2 separate regions of the Mus musculus genome follow, and region 1 is linked to region 2. A link is a contact called in public promoter capture Hi-C data. All regions are on one chromosome and are shown on one strand. The core of a region is the stretch at or near the end of the contact, and the rest is flanking DNA. Distances in the headings are between cores, read along the strand shown. Region 1 holds the start of 1700047F07Rik (a long non-coding RNA gene). Region 2 holds the start of Fam151a (family with sequence simliarity 151, member A).

Region 1 (4,162 bases), core at 927-3,426, 960 kb before region 2:
AGACACACGGAGACACACACATGCATGCATGTGTGTGCACATACATCTAAACAACAACAAAGAAAAAGAGGCCATGAATTTGAAAGAAAGCAAGGCTGTGTGGTATATGAAAGGGTGTGGAGAAAAAAAGAAAAAAAAAAAGAAAGAGGATGAAAATATTATAATCTCAAAAGAAAAATTATAATTAAAAAAAGTATATGTAATAAGGAGTATCAGGAAGGAGAAAAGGGGTGGGTGGGATGAGAGAGTATTTAGACTGAATATGAACTAAATAGATTACATACATGTATGAAGATATTGTAATAAAACCCATCACTTTGTACAATGAATATATGCAAGTTAATTTTTTTCAAAAATAGACAAAACTATCAGAGTAGAACAAATATTGTCAAGTATAGGCCCACCTTGTTCTCAAGAACCCATCCTTTTTTGACATCCAGTTTCTCTCTCTTATATCACGCCAGTGTCTTTTTAAGAAATGTGTTTTATCTTTTAAAAGACAGCAGCCTGAGACGCAATCAGCTCTCAACCTAAAAACACAAAGCTTTCAAATTGCCTGAATTTCCAAGAATAAAATAAATACAGCACTGTTGAAATTTGCCTACACAAATGGAGGTTGGAAGGGGATAAACGTCTGCGGTTTGTTTATTCTATCACCCCAGGCTTTCTGCACCTTGTCATGTGACTACTGATTTAAAAGATATACAGTTGTTTATTAATATTTCCCAAGCACTATGCAAATTCCTATTGCCATGGGTATCTTTTGCCCTTCCAGCTGTGAAGTGAACACAGAAGCATTTTGTATTTAACAAGACTAAAATATGTTAACTCAAAAAGAACTCACGTTGACTAGCATTTCTCTTCAATTATTAATGAGGACATGAAGAGAGCTTGAGTGGTCAGATGTAGAATCTGAATAAACATTGCCTCAGGCCTGATGGTCCACCGGTACCTGATGTTCAAACTTAAATTTGATAATGCAAAGTCTAGCCTTTCAGTCTGTGGTATTGCTAAGCTGTGGAATGATGCAATTTATGCTCCAGACTTTGTGTGTGTGTGTATGTGTGTGTGTGTGGGGGGGGTTTGAGTCAGGGTCTGGGTAGCATGGAACATGCTATGTAGATTAGGCTGGCCTCTGTAGACTAGGCTGGCCTCAGACTTGCAGCAACCCTCATGCATCTGCCACAACAAACAACTCAATGACTTTAATATGTATGTAACACAATAAAAATACTATAAATAAAGTATATATAACATGTCTTCTCCTTTCTGGTGCTGGGAACTAGGCCTAGGATCTCACATGTACTAGACAAGCACCCACTGCACCTAGAATTTCACCCAGAAAATTTGAAAACCCTTATTGAGACTATGATATTCAAAAGACTCTTAAAATCTTTATTTTTTTGTCAGGATAACTAACAATTTTCTGTTAAGTACTTTGGTTTATTATTATAACAAGTATTTCCTCTCTTGAAAAACCCATTCAAAACATCCCAATCTTTGATGTAGGGAACTTTAAGAAAAAAAAATTTTTTTTTTATGTTTTTAAACAGGAACAAGAATTCTTCAAATTTCTATAGTTTGACAAATAGAAACAATTTCATTTCAATCTATTCTGGTGAACAGGAATTATTTTATACAGAAAATCATCCTGTCACTTCTGGCAAACTAAGAGTGAGTGCTATTCATTCACATGTCCCATGGAGTCGCAGTGTGATGCTGCCATGCTCACATAGATTACTTTATCACAGATCTTGCAGTGGGAAACAAGGTTTTGGGATGGCTGAAGCAAAAGAAATCAGATCCCACAGCATCTCCAGAAAGGAATGGATCCAACCTTCTCCATCAGGACAGTCTTGCTGGGGTGGGATGGGAAGGTGGATCATTCAGTGAAGCGGTTGCCATGTGAAGCGGTTGCCATGTAAACACAGAGACCTGAGCTTAGATGCTCAGCACCTGCGTAAAACCAAGGGCACATGCCGGTGACACCAGGGCTCAGGAGACAAAGAGAAAGATATAAAAGTAACTTCTACTCACCTGAGGTGATCGTTGTCTCCGAGGCTTGCTGCCTCTGTCTGCTAACCTACGCTAGTCCTGGAAGCTTCTAGCCTCTGTACAATCTTATCTAGGTCTAGAATATTTTCAGCCTCTGAGACTCGCTGCTGAATAAGCTCACACTTTCTAGGTTGGTTTTTTTTTTTCCTGAGCTTTGACTGTTTCAATCTGTTTTCTCTGTGTGTGTGTTTCTCTCTCTGCCTGTCTCTATCTCTGTCTCTCCTGAATTCCTTTGCTTGGTCTCATACTAACTTAGGCAATCTGTTCTAATCTTCTGGCTCCTTCTCATTCTATGGCTCATTCTGACTTCACCTATGTCTAGCTTGTTCTCTCTGCAGCCTGTCTCTGTAAAACTCCCCAGTAAAATTGCCTCCTTCCTTTCCTCTCTCTCTAAAACTCCTCTCTCTTAAACAGCTTCTCTTACCTCTCTCTTCTCATGAGAGTTGGGCGTATCCTATTCTCTCATACCTTTCTCTGGTTCACCACTTTGTCTGCCACTCAATTAGACATCACTTTCAAACACGGCTGCTTCCTTCTACAAACTAACCTGACCTTCATTGTTTGGGATTAAAGATGTGTGCTAAAGGTGTGTCTGTATTCCAGCCAGAGAGATTAAAGGTGTGTGCTAAGGGCTACCTACTTCATAACTAGAAACATTTTTTTTTCAGTAAATAACAATCTCAGGGTTCACAATGTGATCAAATATTCTTCAACAGGAATACACATATATATATATATATATACATATATATATATATATATATATATATATATATATATATATATATATTCATTCCTGTTGCTTCCTGGCCATTTAGTCTGGCTGAATCACTTAGCTCCTGGTTCATCGAGAGACTCTGTCTCAAAAAAAATAAGATGGTTAGTAATTGAGGAAGATATCCAGTATCTATTAGCTTACACACACACACACACACACACACACACACACACACACACACACACGTGTTCATACACAAAGACATACACACACACACATTTTTTAAAAATTAAAAAGTAGTCCTGGGCACTGCATAGTGTTTGAATCAACTCTGTCTCCTGTCTCTTTCCAGAGCAATGTGCAGGCAGCATCAACGGCCACGGTCAGGACCAGCTTTTTCCTGTTATTTCTTAAGACCGTTCTTGCCTTTCCCAGGAGCAACCGTCGTGGGCATCAGCATGAAAGCCTTGTCTCCTGTCTGTCTGTTCTGCTCACTGCTTGTCTCCCGTCTGTCTGTTTTGCTCACTGCTTGGCTTTGTAAACGGGACTTTCACTCTGTCTTAGCGATGACCAGGGCAAGTCCAGACAAAGCCGTGCTTCCAGCTCTGTCTAAGCCATTAACACCCGCTGGGTTAGCCAAACACCCCTCTGGCTCAGGCTGCCCAGTGCAGCTGGTGGTCAGTGGATCCTGCCTGCTCGGTCACATCCCTGCTTGGAATTAGCTGAGTCCTGCCGCCCTTCCATCAGTTGATAACGCTTGAGTCAGTAATGTAGATAATGTCACCTTCTTCAAAGGACACTCCATCTGGCTTTCTGGGCCGTGTCACCTGGGGCTCTGAAGGCTGTAACTTGCTGTAGTTTGCTGGTTTGGGAGGTAACTGCCATTTGGATTCCCCCAGCAGCTGAACCTGGGGACAAAAAGCTGACTGCTCACTCCTGCCACCAGGGTTCATGTACCCCCAAGGCTGCTTTTTTTTTTCTGGTGTGTGAGAAGAAACCCCCACTAGTTCCCACACCCATAAAGGATGCATGGTCATAGGCATCTGACCTCCGAGTGCCCTGGCTAGCTCTTGCCACCAGAGCCCCTGAAACTGATTTTTTAGGTATAGTTTTAAATAACAAGGTCAGTGAAAAATTTAGACAGTTTGAATTGGTGAGTACTGGAGAAAGATCGTCTACCCTCCATCTAAGGGGCCTGTTTTTAAAATGTGAGGTATACATAGGTGTTAGAGCAGGGCAGAGACAAAGCTAGACTATTGTTCTCTGTTTGTTTGCTTGTTCTGTTGTTGATGATTTTGTTTTGAGTTTTTGTTTTGTTTTGTTTTTGAGACAGGGTTTCTCTGTGCAGCCCTGGCTGTCCTGGAACTCTGTAGACCAGGCCTGCCTTGA
Region 2 (4,031 bases), core at 948-3,447:
GAAACCTCAAGCCAGGGACCATTACCCCAGTCCTCCACGAAAGAGAGTGTTTCCCCATGATCCAACTGAGACACTCAGATCACAGACTTTGGGGCTGTGGGGCTGACCTATGTTGGCCTCACCTCTCTCTGACAGCAGAACCTCGGTCACCTAATTTCTATGAGCTTCAGTTTTCCTCCCATAAGTGATTCCCACCAGCAGGTTGCATGGGTTTGAGGTGACCGCCACACAGTGCGAGGGTAGTGTGTGCTTGTCACTGACAGGGCCACCATGATTGTTTTGTTGCAGACTCTAAGGAGCTGCTCAGGTGTCCTTCACAGCCTTGGCTGTCAAGCTTACATCTCTGGCTTCTTAGTCCTGGAAGTCAAAGGCCTCCTTATAGCAGGGACCATCAGCCCCTGACAGCTCTGTTCCCTCAGGGAGACTGTGGCAGGTATATGAAAATAGCCACCACAGAGTTGCCATGACCTCGGTGTCAACTGTCTCCTGACCCCAAGCAGGGTGGCTAGACTTACTGTTTAGGGCAGCTGCCATCTCTTTCTTGCTGTTGGCTGCGTGGTACCAGGTGACCAGCAAGCCATCCCGGTGGCTGATCTGGCCCATGCCCATCAGGTAGTCCAGCATGTCAGCATCAGGACCGCAAATTGCATCGTTCTCACAGCCTGGAACGAAGGCCAAGGGGTTGTTACCATCATCACTTGCCCCAGCCCAGGATGCTCAGCCATAATCCTATCACCCTGAATATAGCATTCAGTCTGGTAGACAGACAGCAGGACCCACAGCCCCTGGTATGGTAAGATACAGGGAGCCTGGCCTGGTGGTGCATGCCTCTGATCCCAGTGAGGCAGGGGATTGGCAGTAGTCTGAGACCACCCAGGACTACACACATAGGAAGCTCCAGGTCTTTCATGTGCTTGCTGCAGTATATGTATATCTGTCATCCCATCACTAGGGTGGGTGAGGCCTGGCAATCAGAAGTTCAATGGTACACAGGGACCTGGAGACCAGCCTGCAATACACAAGTCCTTGTCTCAAAAGTCAGACAAGCAGGTAAGGGCACTTGCCTCCAAGGCTGATGGCCTGAGTTTAATCCTGGAACCCCACATGATGGAAGGAAACTGACTCCCACAAACTATCCTCTCTCTCTCTCTCTCTCTCTCACACACACACACACACACACATACACACACACACACAGAGGGGAGGGGTAAAGGAGGAGAGGGGGAGAGAAAGAGAGCCCAGAAGACAGCGAACTGTGTGGCTTCCTGGGGCCACAGAGACCCTCTTGTTGGCCTTGAATCATCAGGAAAGGGAGCATTTGAAAGAGAAGGGGACATTAGGAGGTACTTGGAGGGATGGGTGTACACTTGACAGAAGTGCATAGATGATTCTAGGCTGAAAGAATGGTGAAGGTTTAGACATGGGAAAGAACGTTTGTATAAAGGAATGGTCTTACCTGGTCCTCCTGGAGGAAGGAAAGCTATCTCCAGTGGAGGAATTAGGTCTGTGGGGCATGATACCAGGGGAGTTGTTTAGAAAAGGCTATCTGGCTGCAGAGAGCAGTGGGTGGTAAGAGCCCACTGGAGACAGAGCCCCTGCAAGGATCTAGGAGAGAGCCCTGGGGTTCTGAAGGCAGTGCTGGTGGGGGACGGAAGGGAAGGGTGGGGAGCAGAGCCCCCCAAATCAGGATAGACTCAGGATTGAGGCATAGGTCTGGGGGGAGGCTGTTCCTAGAGGGCTAGAAGGCCCTTTATCAAGGAGAGATTGCAGAGACTAGCAGATGTGTAGGAAGAGTGTGAAGGCTGCTCAGAGTGCTCACAAAGTCTCCAAGGAGTATCCCTCCAAAAGCACAGGGTCTCGGCGGAAGGCTAAGATCCGGCGAGCAAGGCAAAGTCAATAGCACCTTCTGCTCTGGTTGACTTGGTAGGGCTGAAGTATCAGAGTAGAGCTGGATACATGGGCAGAGCTCAGTGAGGTAAGAAATGAGAAGTTGGGAGGATGGCAGGGAGAGGGAAGGTCCTACCTGGTTGGGTGCCCTGATGCAGGGTTAGGCCTAGGATCAATGAAATGGCCAACACCAGTGTCACAGTGACACTGCCAGCAAGGATCCACTTGGCCTGGCTGCTGGAGCACCATTTCTTGCAGGACATTGTGACCCTCACTCAAGAGAGCTCCCTTCAGGATCTCACAGTCATCTGAGACTCCCTGCAGCTGAGATCTGGTGGGAGGCCGAGACTGCAGCAACATTTAACTCAGGTCTGGCCACTCCCACTGCCTGGGTGGAGAGAGCTCAGAAACCCTGCCCTGCTCCCAGCCCTCCTCTTCCCATCCAAGCTGGATCTTATCAACCTAAGCAGAAAATCCTGCCACCTCCCAAATGAACTTGGGAACGTTGGGAAGCGGTGGAGGATTGGATACAGCCCGACCCTTGGTGCAAGGGTAGGAGGCTAAGGAAACCCAGCTGGCCTGGGTTTCCTGATGGCCTAGAACAAGTCAATGCATCTGGATGCCCGGGCCTTGTTTTACCCCTGTGTGAAAGGAAGCAACTGAACTTGGCCATCTCTTTAGGTCTCAAGCTAGACCTTTCTGCTCTGCTCCAGGGAAGCCCTACGTCATGAAAGGGTTGGTGACAAGAGTAGATTAGATCTGCCCTGAGGACATGAGTTTCCTTTTATCTGAGATGGTAGCTGATAGACAGGGCTGGGATGGGAGCTGATAGCCCTGAGTGAACCTGTGGGAGTGAGTGCAGCCACCTCTGAAGCACGGGCAGGGCTAAGCTGCTCGCTTAGGCAGAGAAATTCTAGAAGCAATGGAGGAAAGAAGTTAAGGACTTCCCCTATTTCACAGGCCAGGGAACTTAGAGGAGTCAAAGAGCCAGCTGTGAGAGAGTGTGGAAGAAGTTTGCCTTAGAGGTTAAGAGACAGCAGGGTACTGGGTGATGGGTGAGTGGCTCTTTTGGTATTACCAATAACAACAAATGAAATGTAGTTTTTGCTTTAATCTCTCCCATACCATCACCCTCACCCCCACCCTCCACCGAGGTTTCTCTGTATAAGAGCCCTGGCTGTCCTGGATTTGCTCTTAGACCAGGCTGGCCTTGAACTCACAGAGATCCACCTCCATTCTGCCTCCCAAGTGCTGAAATTAAATGTGTGCATCACCCCCACCTGGCCAAATATGTTTATTGTATGAGATCTGTTTGATACTGGTGTGCCAGTCCCTGTGGAGTTCCTAAGGCTGAATCAGACCCCTAGGAACTGGAGTTATAGGTGGCTATAAGCCACCATGTGGGTGCTGGGAATTGAACCTGAGACCTCTGTAAGAACAGTCAGTGCTCTTAACCACTGAGCTATTTCTTCAGAGTCTCATTATATAACCCAGTCTGTTCTGGAACTCCAATATAGACCACACTGGCTTGAACTTACAGTAAGCCTTTTACTTCAGATTCTCAAGAGCTAGGATGACAGATGTGAGCCATCATGCCTGGCTTAAGCTTAATTCTTCAGGAGGGCCCTTTCTGTTCAGAAGTGATCGGAGTTCAAGGCCATCCTCAGTTACATAGCAACTTTGAGGCTATTCTGGAAACCATGAGACTCAGTCTCAAAAATTAAAAGTTCTGGGACTCTCAACAGTAGAGCATTTCCCTCATGTGTGTGTGTGTGTGTGTGTGTGTGTGTATGTGTGTGTGTATATGTTTGTGTGTGTTCAATCTCCAGTACCGGGGAAACAAAAGACACCTGGAGACAAGTAGGGCTCTCATAATGTTCTATTTTCTTTATCTTGCATGTATATGGTATGTGCATGTGGTATGTATATGTATGTGGTCTATGGTCTATATATGTGTATGTCTATGTGTATGTGGTATGTGGTGACCAGAGGTTGACATTTGACATCTTCTTTGATGTCTCTCCATCTTACATACTGAGGTAGGGTCTCTCACTTGAAGCTATGGCTTGTTGATTTGATGACTCTAGTTAGTCATCTTGTTCTGGATCTTTCTTTGCTTCCTCGGCGCTGGGATTACCATCAGG

The links. Promoter capture Hi-C pulls out the DNA fragments that hold promoters and counts their contacts.
Region 1: a contact with region 2 is called in a promoter capture Hi-C map of stem cell-derived epiblast-like cells, with 4 times the contacts expected there. The contact joins the promoter of 1700047F07Rik here to the promoter of Fam151a in region 2. A contact is called at or near these places in 7 of 39 promoter capture datasets (the 3T3-L1 cell line, cranial neural crest, embryonic stem cells and 3 more), 1 of 484 Hi-C or Micro-C datasets (cerebellum) and 1 of 9 other capture datasets (embryonic stem cells).

Annotation. Positions count from the first base shown.
Region 1 is chr4:107,687,614-107,691,775 of GRCm38.p6, reverse strand. 1700047F07Rik (a long non-coding RNA gene) reads right to left here and starts at 2,176. Exons shown (of 4, transcript XR_867984.2): 1 at 2,038-2,176. It also overlaps a transcript of Dmrtb1 not described here and the pseudogene Gm12899.
Region 2 is chr4:106,732,081-106,736,111 of GRCm38.p6, reverse strand. Fam151a (family with sequence simliarity 151, member A) reads right to left here and starts at 2,197. Exons shown (of 8, transcript NM_146149.1): 1 at 2,024-2,197; 2 at 516-662. The coding sequence starts at 2,150. It also overlaps a transcript of Mroh7 not described here.